Regions from separate parts of the Sus scrofa genome. Here region 1 is linked to region 2. The links are chromatin contacts, called in public Hi-C maps. All regions are on one chromosome and are shown on one strand. The core of a region is the stretch at or near the end of the contact, and the rest is flanking DNA. Distances in the headings are between cores, read along the strand shown.

Region 1 (6,918 bases), core at 3,753-6,252, 160 kb before region 2:
AAAAGTAGGAAAATAGAAAACTTTGTTGTGCAATCCATGTGTAATACAACTGCAATAGATCATTAGGAAGGGAGGCCCCATTCCCAAGTCTTGCAGGCCTCTCGACAATTGCTTAACTGTCTCTGTCTGAAATACTGAGGCTAAGTCATAAAGAGAACAAGTTGTCATAGACCCAGAAACATTCTTGCACTGGAATGTTTTTCTGCATTATAAATTTGATGAGATTCATTTCTTTTTAGAAGGGTAAAGCTAGGCAAAGTTTCAATATTGGGGCCTGATGACTTAGAGATACCCATTTTATTATCTTTTTGTTCACTTTTCTCCTTCTAGAATAAGGCTCATTTAAGTAAGGTGTGCTTAACCTGTATTAGAGGAACTGATCACAAACTAATTAATGAAAAAAATAAAAATTGGAGACATTTTGACATGAAGGTAAAGTGACAGAAAATATAATTTACATTTCTAGAGTCCTAAATGCTGTGAAATGAAGGTCTGAAAATGTGACCTGGGATAATGACATGAGCAACAAACTACGTCACTAGAAGGCTGTGAAGATAAAAATAGGAATAAAGAAGTTGTTTTAGGGTGAATGATGATATAATGGAAGATAGTTCTCAAGAGGCAAATGCATTAATAATAAGGTAGAAACTTGAGACTTCACAGATGTTTAAGTATTTAGGAAAATGTGGAACCTTCCTTAAGCCAAGGAACACACATAACATAGTGCCTGATCTTCAGAAAATTTTCCTTTTTTTCCTTTCCTCTACCTCTGACTGATGAACCTGGGAAAAGAGAGACTTCCTTACTCTTCCAACACTTCTACTGACCTGAAACGAGTTTTATGTGAAGCTATCACAGGGAAGAGAACAGGTTTCTCTAGAACCAGAAAAATCCTTTGAGGGATGAGGTAAGCAGATTAGGGTATAATGTTTACTGAGCACCTATTTTGTTCCAGACACTTTACTATGTGTCAGTGATTTCATTTTGTGCTCACAACAGTCCAGTCTCCGTTTTGAAAAATGCGGAATCAGAGAATCAAAAGTGTGACAATTTGCCCCAAATCACATAGCTGCTAATGAGGGAAAGTTGAGGATTGTCTCCAACCAAAATTGTTCTCTTTCTTAAACTATCTAACCCTTAAAATCATCATGTAAGTCTTCAAAGGGCAACTTTACAGATGCAAGAGGCAGATGGTGCTACAGGAAGGTCACTTGGCTGATGTGCTTTAGGGATAAGCACAGACATCACTTGCTCCTCTGCTACATGATTTCAGGTAAAACAAAAGTATTTTTTTTCTTCTTGCAAAGATAATACCTATGGACAGTTGAAAAGAAGAAGATGAAAGTCACCCAAATCCTGACACCCATAGATAAACAGGGGTAATATTTTCGTTACATCTCTCTGATGCTTTTTCTAATGCTTGTGCACAGTTGACCCTTGAACAACAGAGGTTAGGGGCCCATTCCCCCTAAGCAGTTGAAAATCCACATATAATTTTACAGCCCACCCTCCATATGGGAGGTTCTGCATCTGTAGATGCAACCAACCTGGGATTTTGTAGTACTGTACTATTTATTATTGAAAAAGAATCTGCATTTAAAATGGGCTTGCACAGTTCAAAACTGTCTTGTTTAAGGGTCGACTGCATTTATAAATATAATGTTTATACAAATATATATTTTACAAAAAGTGATCATAAAGTACATACTAGATTTGCAAACTGATTTTTGCTTAAACAGATGGCATGTGAAATAAGTTTCTTTACTGAAAAATTCTCAGGACTGGTTAACAATATTTTGATCAACAATTCCATGGAGTTCCCATCTTGGTGCAGCAGAAACAAATCCAACTGGAGCCATAAGGTTGTGGGTTCAATCCCTGGCCTTGTTCAGGGTTGAGGATCTGGTGTTGCTGTGAGCTGTGGTGTGGATCACGGACATGGCTCAGATCTGGGGTTGATGTGGCTCTGGCATAGGCTGGCAGCAACAGCTCCAATTAGACCCCTAGCCTGGGAACCTTCATGTGCTGTGGGTGCAGCCCTAAAAAGAGCAAAAAAAAAATTCCTTTTACTTTAATGAAAGCTTTACAATGTTTATTACATGTATTGAGAGTGCCAGAGGAGAAGTAAAACTAATGAAGTTTAAAGCTATTTACATCTATTAAAATAATGTTCATTACATGAAATGTAATAGACTAATCTCACACAAATTTGATGTCCAATGCTAATTCAGTGCTGAAATCGTTGGGTACCCAAAATCTAACTGTATTTCCTTTGAAACTGGAATTTTTTGAGAGTTCCCTGGTGGTTTAGTGGGTTAGGATCCAGTGTTATCACTGCTATGGCTATGGTTATAGCTATGGCGTGGGTTTAATCCTGGCCCTGGGAACTTCTGCATGCCATGGGTGCGGCAAAAAAAAAAAAAAAAAAAATTTATTAAAGAAACTGGAATTTTCTTTGAACAGCATAAAGAGCATCAGAGTTAACTTCTTTTCAGACATTATGAGACCTCAAATTATGTTATTATATTACTCTGGCTGACAGAAATAATATTCTGAGAACACTAAGTAATAACTATTTATCTTCTCCTCTAGGATACTTAAAGTTCTATGCTTGGATCAAATAATTTCTTTAGGCTATAATGTACTTACACTCCTTGAAACCCTTCACTGACTTTAATGAAGATCCCTAGATAAGCATGTACATGAAATTCACTCCTATATTTGCTGCAGAAATGCTATTGTGTGCTGGGAACAGTTTACCACACCACTTGATGCCCCCAATATTGAACTCTTTGAGAGAATTTGCTTCAGATTTTAATTTTAGGAAAAAATGTCTTGCTGAGAAACTCCTGACACTTTCCTTCATCATAATAACAGCAATTTGAATGACTGTTATTCCTAACCTCCCCATTACCAACCCAGAAGCTTAGAGCCAAATTTGATGCCAAATCAAATAAATTATGTTAATAATGTCAACATGTTTGCATTTTCCTCTTTGAGAGTATTGTTTCCTACTTCCATTTTATAACCCTCATTATTATATTTGTATTTAAAGTACAATTTTTTTTTTTTTTTTGGCTATGTCTGTGGCATGCAGAATTTCCTGGGCTAGGGACTGAACCTGAGTCACAGCCTGAGCCACAGCAGTGATAAGACTGCATCCTTTACTGCTAGGCTACCAGGGAACTCCAGGATAATTCTTCTTTATTTCTTTTCTTTCTTAGTTCAGAAAGCTAAAGCAAATATCTTTCTCTTAAAGGGGTATAATATAAACACTGTATTTTGCCACCTTAATAACTGATTTTTTTCACTTCAGTTTGCTGTGCGTATGTCATCTTACAAGATCTTTCTCTCAATCCTTGGAATTTAACATTGCATCAAGATGTAGCTAACTATGGCTCTCTTTTCAATAATCTTTCCTGGCCATGAGTGAACCCTCTTCACCTCAGAGAAATTTTCTTCTCTTATTTCTTTGATCATTGATTCCCCTTCATTTAATCTATTCTCTCATGAAGCTAACTTTTTCTTGGATTAGACCCTTGTGAGGTGGCCAACTCATGCTGGTTTGCCTGGGACGGTGCCAGGTTTAGCGCAAACCAGGACATTGGGTTACCCTACACTTAGCCAAGCTATTGTGTCCCTGGGGACAGTGGTTTTTAAACTATTTATAGTGACTGGGGGAGTTTTTAAAATTTTTACTTTCTAATCCATTGTGGATTCATTTTTCAAAAAAAAAAATACAAATACAGACCACAAAAATGAAATAAAAAACACATACAAAATGCAGGTCCAATTTTAAAAATTATTATTGGATTAAAAGACATACAATTACTCTGTCAAATTGCTCCAAAATTTTCACAGGCTTTCTCTCAGTTTCTCTAGGTAGCTTGTAGGAGCTAGTGTTACCCTGTGGACCACACTTTGAGTAGCCCTGAGCTAGGATATATCTAATCTGCTCTGATAATCCCTTCCATCTCCTCCACTCCACATTCCATTCTCTCCAGCCTGCACTAAATGCCTCTTTTGTGTTCAGATACCCCATTACATTAAGCTGTGTGCTTCTTAAAGGAGAAGGATTGAATCTTATCTTTCTATACCCAGCATCTACCACACTGCCACACAAGGAGTGAGTTCCTTAGGCTGTTGTACTCATTTGTTACTGAGACTGGAAGAAATGTACAGACTTCTAGTTATGGCTGTTTGGGGAGGGAGAGATTGTGGGGCCATTCCTTCTTCTTTTTTTTTTTTTTTTAATAGGTTTTAGTATTTCCTAAAATTTTCTAACACACATCTACTGCTTTTTGAATGGGAGAATTTAAGCATTATTTTAACTGATGCATTGGAATAAGTGATACCTATCTTGTGGCTTGTGGTCAATAAAAAGTCCCCTTTCACAGTGTTGTTGATTTGTAGGACAGAGGCCAGCTTGTGTTAGAACAGAAAACAACAGGAAATAATCCCTGTCTTCATTGAGAAACAGGATCCTATTCTCATCCTATTTAGCTTGGGGAAATCATCAAGAGATAGAAATGATTGATTTTAGGACATGGTCAGGGAAATAGTGTATAAATTTTTCCCCCAAAAAAGAGGATAGAAAGCATGTTCTTTTCACAATGTGTTCCTTTTTAAGTGGCTTCTGATGTCTCGAAGTTCAGTAAGCACCTCATTTGCATTATTCAGAAGCCAGCATAACTGGATGTGATCATTTAAACTGTGAGTGATGGGGCTCTGACTTCCCTCAGTAGACAATAGTGCTGTTTGAACTGGCAGTTAATCACAGTTTAAAAGTGACTTATCGCTAATGTACAATATGACTAATTTAGTAGCTAAACAGTTTCATTGTGATCTTGGTGTCAGTGGAATTCCTGTCACCTATCCAACAGTTAAGTCATATTGCATAATTGTTGAGTGACATCACCAGGCCACAAGATTATTGGCTGAAGAAAAGGAAAAAAAAAAAAGGTTTCCTGGACTGTCAGCCTTTCCGGTATCTGAACGAATAACTTGTACTGTTACTGCCGTACAGCCGGAGAGCAAAGTAAAAATGTGAGTGGAAGTGGCTGGCTTTTGGTGTATTGCTGAAAACCACAGTCTGCAGCACACAAAGAGATTCTCCAACATGCCTAATTATGAGGTCTCTCCCTTTATGTGGGACTCCACAGTGCCAGTCATTAAGGTGTGGAGTGAGAGGGCTGAGACCATGGCTCTCTTTTGTAATGGGGGCATTTAATTTTTCTGAGAACTTGACAGTCTTCTCTTTGGAAGGAAGAGTTTAAAAAAAATGCAGCTCACCATCTGCTATACACATAGACACGGAAAAGGTGGTCAGCTGGGACCCAGTAGAAAATCTTTTATGGTTAGAAGCCTGGCTTATTTCCAAGGGAACTAGTAGTTCAGGTTAATTACCACGGAACACATAAACTTTAATTGTACGAAATATTGAGTTTTAAAATTACCCACAGACATGCATAAAAACTGGAGCTATGGCTGCTTGGAATGTGTGCTAATGATGGCTCACGTTGTTTGTTTTATTATTATTATTAAAGTATAGTTGATTTACAATGTTTCTTCAATTTTTGTTGTCCAGCAAAGTGACTCATTCACACACATGCAGTTCCCTGTGCTGAACAGTAGAAGCCATTCATGTTTGTCGTTTACTAAGGACCAGCACTCGGCATTTTGTACAGAGAAATTTATTTCATCTTATGAAGTAGATACTATCATTTTTCCTAATTTACGGATGAGGGAACGAAGACTCTGGGATCCTGCAGCAGGTAAAGTGTAGAACGAGGACCTGAACCCAGGTAGCTCAGCACTAGAGTACACAGTGTTAACCATTGCCCTCCACTGCATCAACGACAGCAGCAACAAAAACAACCACTACTATTACTTTGATCTTGTGAATGCTTTTCATGTGACTAACACTGTGTTATATTGTATCCTTTCATCAATTCTGTGAGATAGAAACTATGCTATTACTATCCCCATTTGATAGATTTGGAAGCTGAAGCACAGAGAACACAAATCATACAGAGAGTAGGTAATGAAACAAGCACTCAAACCCAGAAGGTCCAGACTCCATGCTTTTAACCACCATACTACACTGCTTTTCATAGCTGCTACTATCCAGTACTTACTGAAGTGTAACTTTCACAGCAATCCTATGATACCTGTAATCCACAATAATACATGCATTGTGGGTATAAATATCCCTGATTTATAGATGAGAAAATTGAGGCTATGAGATATTGGATAACATGTCAGCTTCTAAGAAGCAGAGCTAGGAGATTTCCAAGTCCATTGGACTCCATCATATCACACTACTTCTCAAAAATCCAAAACTACAACTCTGGGGCAGGGTAACAGATCACATGTCAGGGAAAAGGATGGACTCTCAGAAGTCACAGAGAGTGAGGAACCAGAGCTTGGTCTGAGCATCCCCAAAGGGTGGGCGCTGCTACAGAGATGCCAGAAGAGGCCTGGAAGTCAGCTGTGCTCTAAGGGCGCCCTTCCTTGAGTGCCACTCTCCATTGGCAGATTCTAGGAGGATGTCTTGGATGTGGTCAGACTCCCCTCTCTCCCTTATATTCCCTTTCTCTTTTCATTCCCCTCCGTATTTCCAAAACTACACTGCTCTGCCCTCCTTGGCTTAGAGCAGAGCTTTGCACATGCTCAGTTCTCTTGTCTTGAAAGGGTTTCCTCCCCACCCCCGGCCTCCTTTCGTTTTGTAGCACACATTCTGTTCTCTGGAATGTGGCCACCCTTAAGCATGACACATTTTCAAAGGGCTTTAGAAATGAATGTGATTAGTGAATTTAATTTTCTTAAAGGAGAAGCGTATCAACACTGCACAAGTATAACCTCTGCCAGGGTCCTGCCTTTGAGAGTGTAATAACTTAACAAAAATCTGAAATCACA
Region 2 (6,763 bases), core at 3,914-6,413:
GATGGCATGGTTCTTTAAAACAAAGTGATAAATTAAAGTGGCCCCGGTAACGCAGCAAAAATGTTAAGCTGTTTAAAGGCAACGGAAAATGTGGTCTCGGTGTACAAAGAAGGAGTCGGCAGATAGAAAGGCTTGGAGTCGGCTCTCAACTGAGTTCAAAAGAATTTCAGCCAATCAGTCTGTCTGCTATTGAACTTTGGAAGCTACACTGTGCCCAGTCTTGTGCCTGGGCATGAAGAATTATTACAGAGAAGTGATTTTTTTTTTTTCTGAATCCCCAGTTAATGGAGAATTTCTTGAGGGCAGGCACATAGTTTATTATTCCATAATATGACCGCACCAGCCAAGTTCACATCCCACCTTCTCTGGTTCTCCCAGACTACTTAAAACAGCCTGCTTTGGGTCATTGGAGCCATCCATCACCTCTCTCCAATGCTCTCTGCATCCAGGCCCTATTTCTTCACATTTCACTTAATTAAATCCTACATCCCACACATCCTTCGAGGTCCAGCATAAACCTCCTGTTGTTCCTTAATAACTTCAGCCTGTGCTGATGATTCCTTTTTCTCCTCTCCTGTGCACTTAGGGTGGACCACACAGAGATGTTTAGGAGAGCAGCAGGGAGAAGAGGGACATCCCAGGAACACACAGGCAAAGGCAGATTGAGTGAGTGCACCCCAGGGATGCTTGGAGAGGGGAGGAGAGTGGAGGAAGCAGGGAGGAGGAAGAAGGTGGGTCCAGGTTCAAGTCCAGGCCCCTGTACTCCTGGGCTCAGTGATACTGGGCAAAGCATATTCTGTCTGGGAGCCTCCGTTCCTCCAGTCTCAAAGACCCCCGTGGAAAGATGTGGTGAGAGATTGCCCATAGTATCTGTAAAACAAATGATTGAATTTGTACTGAAGCCATCCAACCTACATCAAAGTGGTTGGCTGGTATGAGGATGGGAGGCCTTCTGAATGAGGTCTCCCAGCCAGCCCCCCCACAATTGCATTCTTGTTTCTTATTGTTGCCCTGGATCAGCTTAGACTTGGGGAGGTGTATGTATGGGAGGGTGCCTGGTTCCCTCACATACTGAATGCTCCTTTGACAGGGACATGGTATTTTCGGGTACTGGTGGGTCCCTGGTAGCTGAGCCCAGCACCTCAGTAAATATGTGTGGGATAAATGAATGAGTTCACCCTCAATGTGCTGGTAGCATTTTAAAAGGTGCTTTAGACAGGGTGTTCTGGCAAGAATGCACTTCATAGATTAGAGAGGGTGAGGCTCAGAGCCAGAGCGTCAAGAGCCTCTGAACTTGGGAAATTTCAGGAATTTGTTGCGGGCACATTTTATGGTCTGTCGGTGAGGACACCCTTCTTCTCAATCCTAGCAAATTTTCTGCACAAAGCATCACCGCCAAAGCCCTTCTAGGAGCCCTCCATGCAGCAGGGAGGAACTTAGTCATGTTCGATTCCACATGATGTATCTTAACACCAAGATTTATCGAGTGCTAAGTACGTGCTAGACACTGTCCTAAGAACTTGACATGTTGTATTAGTCAGGGCTGTCTGGAGAAACAGAAACAGTAGGAGATAGACATACATTTGTGTAAAGAGATTTATTATAAAGGGTTGGATCCTGTGATAACAGGAGGGTCAGAAATTCCAAGATCTGCAGTCAGCAAGCTGGAGAGCCAGTGGTGCCAAGGGTCTAGTTCTAGTTCACGTCCAAGTCTGAAAGCAGGAAACTACTGGATGTCCTCCTTTGACAACAGGCAGAGAGAGGAAGAGAGAGGATGCTCCCTTACTCAGCGTTTTTATTCTATTCAGGCCTGTCAGAGGATTGTATGAGGCCCACTCAGGCTGGGGAAGGCAATCTGCTATACTCAGATGACTGATTCAGATGCTAATCTCACCCAGAGACACCCTCACAGACACACCCAGAAGGAGGCTTAACCAAGTGTCTGGGCACCCCCTGGCTCTGTCAAGTTGACACATAAAATTAAACACCACACATTGGTTAATTCGGTTAATCCTCACAACAATTCTGTAGGTGGGTAGCACTATTATCCTCATTATTTGGGTGAGCCAGGATTTTGGCCAGTCTGACTTCAGTGCCCATAAGTCTAGCCAGTATCGTGCAATGTTCCACCCCACCTTGGAAAACCATCAGAGGGCTTCCCTTCACATTTGCAAGTGATTTTTTATTTTATTTTATTGAATGCACTTATACACATCAAGTAAAAATTTTAAAAATGTATTATTTTTATGACTTATTTTATTATTTTTACGTGTTACCTTCTGGTCCTTTTTCACTTTTACATATAACTTCACAAAGGGTCCTGGTTTCCATCAATTTTATATGCAAACTTAGAAGTGATGTTGGCATAAAGAGTGTCACCCTCACTTGGCCCTGCTTAGTTGTTCAGTAACCATAACAAAAGTAATTATCTTAACATGAAACTATAATTACCAATTAATTTTATTAATTTTTAATGAATTTTTAATGTATCCCATTGTCCTGGGATGTGGTTTACTTTCCTGAGCATTACCAAAAGAAGGTAAACCTAGGAGAGTTCCCATTGTGGTTCAGCAGAAACAATCTGACTAGCATCTATGAGGATGCAGACTCCATCCCTGGCCTTGCTCAGTGGGTTAAGAATCCAGCATTGCCCTGAGCTGTGGTGTAGTCACAGATGTGGCTTGGGTCTGGCATTGCTGTGGCTGTGGCATAGTCTGAAGCCTCAACTCCTATTTGACCCCTTGCCTGGGAACCTCCATATATCATGGGAGTGGTCCTAAAAAGACTAAAAAAAAAAAAAAAAAAAAAAGGTTAATCTACTATTTATTAAAGAAGGCATTTACCTCAAATTCTCTTCATAACAAAGAAATACAACAAGATGTCAAATGTTGGATCCAAATGATAAAAAAAATACAGAAAATTTTCTTTTGGTCTGTCATTTCTTCCCTTTTAAATATATCACAATGGAAATATAGATAAATCACCTTATTAAAAAAAAAACCTGTACAACATTAATTAAAACAAGACAAACTAGGTCAAACTGCCCATAGGAAATATTTTTGTGGCTGCAGGACCATGAGAGATGATGCATAAGCCATGCTGACTTCCAAAGACCTTTCAATTAGCTTTGATGCTAGAACACAGTGTTACCAAGCTGATCATGGGTGCACTTGCCTGACTGGTAGCAAGGTTGTGGTGAAGGAAAGCTCAGAGTTTATTGCAGGGTGCCAAGCAAGGAGAGCAGGCAGATCAGCTTATGCTCAAAAAACCCAAACTCAGGGGAGTTCCCGTTGTGGCACGTCGGAAATGAATCTGACCAGGAACCATGAGTTTGAGGGTTCAATCCCCGGCCTTGCTCAGTGGGTTAAGGATCCAGCATTGCCATGAGCTGTGGTGTAAGTCGTAGACGGGACTCGGATCCTGTGTTGCTGTGGCTGTGGTGTGGGCTGGCAGCTGTAGCTCTGATTCAACCCCTAGCCTGGGAACCTTCATATGCCGGGGTGCGGCCCTAAAAAGCAAAAAACAAAGAACAACAACAACAAAAAAGACCCTAACTTCCCCCATGGCTTTCAGGGAAGGTTTTTTTAAGGCAACATTAGGAGTGGAGGTCACAGGGTGATCAGCTCATGGACATTTTTCTGATTGGTTGGTGGTGAGGTAACAGAGTGCTGTTTCCAGAATCTTAATCCTCCACCTTCTGGTTCTAACTAGGCTGGGGGACTATGTGCTTGTGGTCAGCACGGAGTCACCATGGGGGTCTTAGTTTCCGTGGAAGAACTCAAAGATATGCTTCAGCTTGTTAAGTATATACCTTCTGGAAGAAAGGGGTTCTGTAACTCCGTCGTTTTAATCATTAACTGCTTAGGTCTGCTCTTTGGAACTCAGGGAAGGTCAAACAATATGCGGAGGGAATCAGAGGGGATTGTACCTGGGAGGGCCCTGCAGGATCCTGTTTGGCTTCCATATCCCCTTTTCTTTGATACTCCTCAATCCTGAGGGAAATAGGGGTAGAACAAGAAAGGGAAAAAAGTTTTGGAAGGAGAGGTTAATCATAAACTTGGAGGGGAACTCAGTTTTAGGGGGACTCGGTTTCAATAGGGATCTCAACCTGTTAATGATTTCTGCCAAGATTATTAATTATTTAATGACAGACCAAAGAACAGAACCCAGCCTTCCTTATTCCTTGCTCTGTTATCCCAAATGAGCCAGCTTCCTGAAATTTTCTAAGATTTCATCCCATGCATTTTCCTGCTTTGCACTGGGTTTATGGGCTCACGGTTATAGGAACATCAATGTAGTAACTGGGTGCAGGAATAACAAAAACATGATGGGCCCTATCCCGTTCTATCCCCTCCTCACCTGTGGCAGACGTCATTAATGGATGAGAGAATATTCTTCTCTGAGCGCCACCTTAATTCTCATCCTTCCCAACACATTGCTCCAGGCAGCCACTACAAAGAGTTGGCTCTGGAGTTCTCTGGTGGAGCAGTGGGTTAAGGATTTGGTATTGTCACATCTGCGGTACAGGTTCAATTCCTGACCCAGGATTTCTGCATGCCATGGGCACAGCCAAAACAAACAAACAAACAAACAAAAAACAAAGAGTTGGCTCTGAGAATGAACTGACTTGCTCTCCCTGGACACAGATGGAATAATGATGGCTACTTTGTCCTTCCTGTCCTTTCCTTTGTGTCTGGCCTTGGTTCTATACAACTATGGCCCAACATTGTGTTTCTTTTTTCACTCTGTTTGAGAGGACCTATTCTGAAAGTGGGTCCTCAGGCTGGAAGCTACTTTCATTCCCAAACAGGTTCCCAAAACACAAGACCTGTTGATTTTGCATGCTTAGAGACTTCCAAGTGATTGGCTCAAGCTTATACAACTGCGTTCATGGTGTAACAGAATCCAGTTCCGAGCTGGCTGACTCTTCGTCCAGTGCTCTTTTCACCACTCTGCCCATCTGACTCTGGGCTTTATCAGGCAGAACAGGGAAAATGTTCCTGGGACCTGACACGTGTAAACACTCCTCCATCACCCTGGCCACGGCAGCTTGCCAAGACAGGAATGAGGCCAAATTTAGTGGGTCCTTCAGCCCAGTGACCCCGGTGGAAACAATCTCCTGATATAGAACAGAGAGAGCCAGAGAAAAATGTGCTGTCCTACAAAGAACAAAGCCTGGGATGATTCATTCTCCTGATCCTGGTGATTTATCGCTGGATGTGGTCACTCATATGTGGCTGTCAGCAACTTTGCAGGAATTCTAATCTGGATGCTCGTCCTGAACACATAATTCCCCAGTTACTTCCTCATGGTTCCCAAACGTTCAGAAGTTTCCTGGGCATGCTTTCCCGGCTGTGCTCTTGGTATGTAGCCAAACAGTCTGGGGGCTTTTGGGTTACTCTTTGAGATTCTCTGGACCCTAGCTTTCTCATCCTTAAAAATCAGGACTGAATGAGCTGGTCTCAAAGATCCCTCCTGGCCCTAAAATCCTATGACAAGACACATTTAGGAAATCTTTTTAAATAGGAAAAATGTGTGTGTTTGAGTTTCTGCATCTTACAGCTTGGCTGGTTCCCTTTGCACTGATGGGACCTGGAGGGGAGCGTGGGGCAGCGCCTGGCGTGAGGCATAACCTCTGAGGAGGACCTACCAGGCTCCCAGTCCATGATGGTCCATCTCCCATTGCACCATGGAAACTGCGCCTGCTCAGATCATTCACGCTGTATTTGTTGCCAAATTCAATGTTCAAATACCTTATAAAGTGAAAGAAAATTACACAAGCACTGTGGATGTACTCTTACAAAAAATCAACGAAGCAGAATATGTGTGTGTGTGTGTGTATATCTATATCTCTATATATAGATATATAGAGATATAGATATATATATACCAAGTCATACATACATGTGTGAATGTTTACAAATATACCATTTTTAGGGGGACTTGTTCTAGGTATTTTAGTTTTATTTTTACAGAAGTGAGATCAAATGGAACACAGTCCTTTGTAAGATGATTTTTTCACTTAACAATATGTCCTAGAGCTCTTAACCACATCAGCCCACAGGGTCTTTCTTTTTAACTGCTGTGGGAGGGCCCCTATATCATGTTTTAACTACTTTTTGTTAACCACTTCTCCATTGATGGATATTTGTTTTGCTTCTAGGGTGCTGCCATTTCAAAAAAAATACTTCAATAGACTGATATTCTTGTCCACCCATTTGACCATTTCTCTAAGATAGGTATACCTCAAGCGAAACTGTTGAGTTTACAGAAATGCACATTTCAAATTTTGAAGAATTCTACCAAATGATCCTTCAATATGGTCATACCGGTGGGAATACCTCTTTCCCCCTATTCTTATTGATCTTTCATTGCTTTTTCATATTTGCCACTTCTTCGTTACTGGCAAGGTTAAGCACTTTGCATATGTTTTTTGGCCATGTATATTTCTTTCATGAATTGCCCATTTACACCCTTTGTTTATTTTTCATTTAGGTTGCCTTTTTTCCCTATCAATTTGTAGGAGTGTTAAAAATTTTTTCCAAAGCCAACTCAGGTACTCATCACCTAGTTTCAATATTATCAACCCATGGACAATATATTCTTCCATCCCCCAAGCAAGGATTATTTTGAGGCAAATCCCCAACATCATACCATTTCATTTGTTAATATTTTAGTTAGTAAATCTAAAATTATCAAAGCTCTTAAAAATATCCACGTTATCATTATATCTAAAAAGAAAAATAATTGTCTAGTACCATCA

The links. A called contact is a pair of places that touch in the nucleus more often than the background predicts.
Region 1: a contact with region 2 is called in a Hi-C map of liver, with 5 times the contacts expected there. The contact joins two enhancer-like sites. A contact is called at or near these places in 3 of 47 Hi-C or Micro-C datasets (liver and skeletal muscle).

The regions. Positions count from the first base shown.
Region 1 is chr13:90,598,200-90,605,117 of Sscrofa11.1, reverse strand. No RefSeq gene overlaps it. Among named protein-coding and RNA genes, the nearest start is that of TSC22D2, 39 kb to the left of the region's middle. Within about 2 kb of position 5,002, at least 37 of the 83 cell types and tissues checked have an H3K27ac peak or open chromatin away from gene starts, as enhancers often do. A contact at or near this core is called in liver, where this site is marked.
Region 2 is chr13:90,440,956-90,447,718 of Sscrofa11.1, reverse strand. No RefSeq gene overlaps it. Among named protein-coding and RNA genes, the nearest start is that of TSC22D2, 200 kb to the left of the region's middle. Within about 2 kb of position 5,163, at least 23 of the 83 cell types and tissues checked have an H3K27ac peak or open chromatin away from gene starts, as enhancers often do. A contact at or near this core is called in liver, where this site is marked.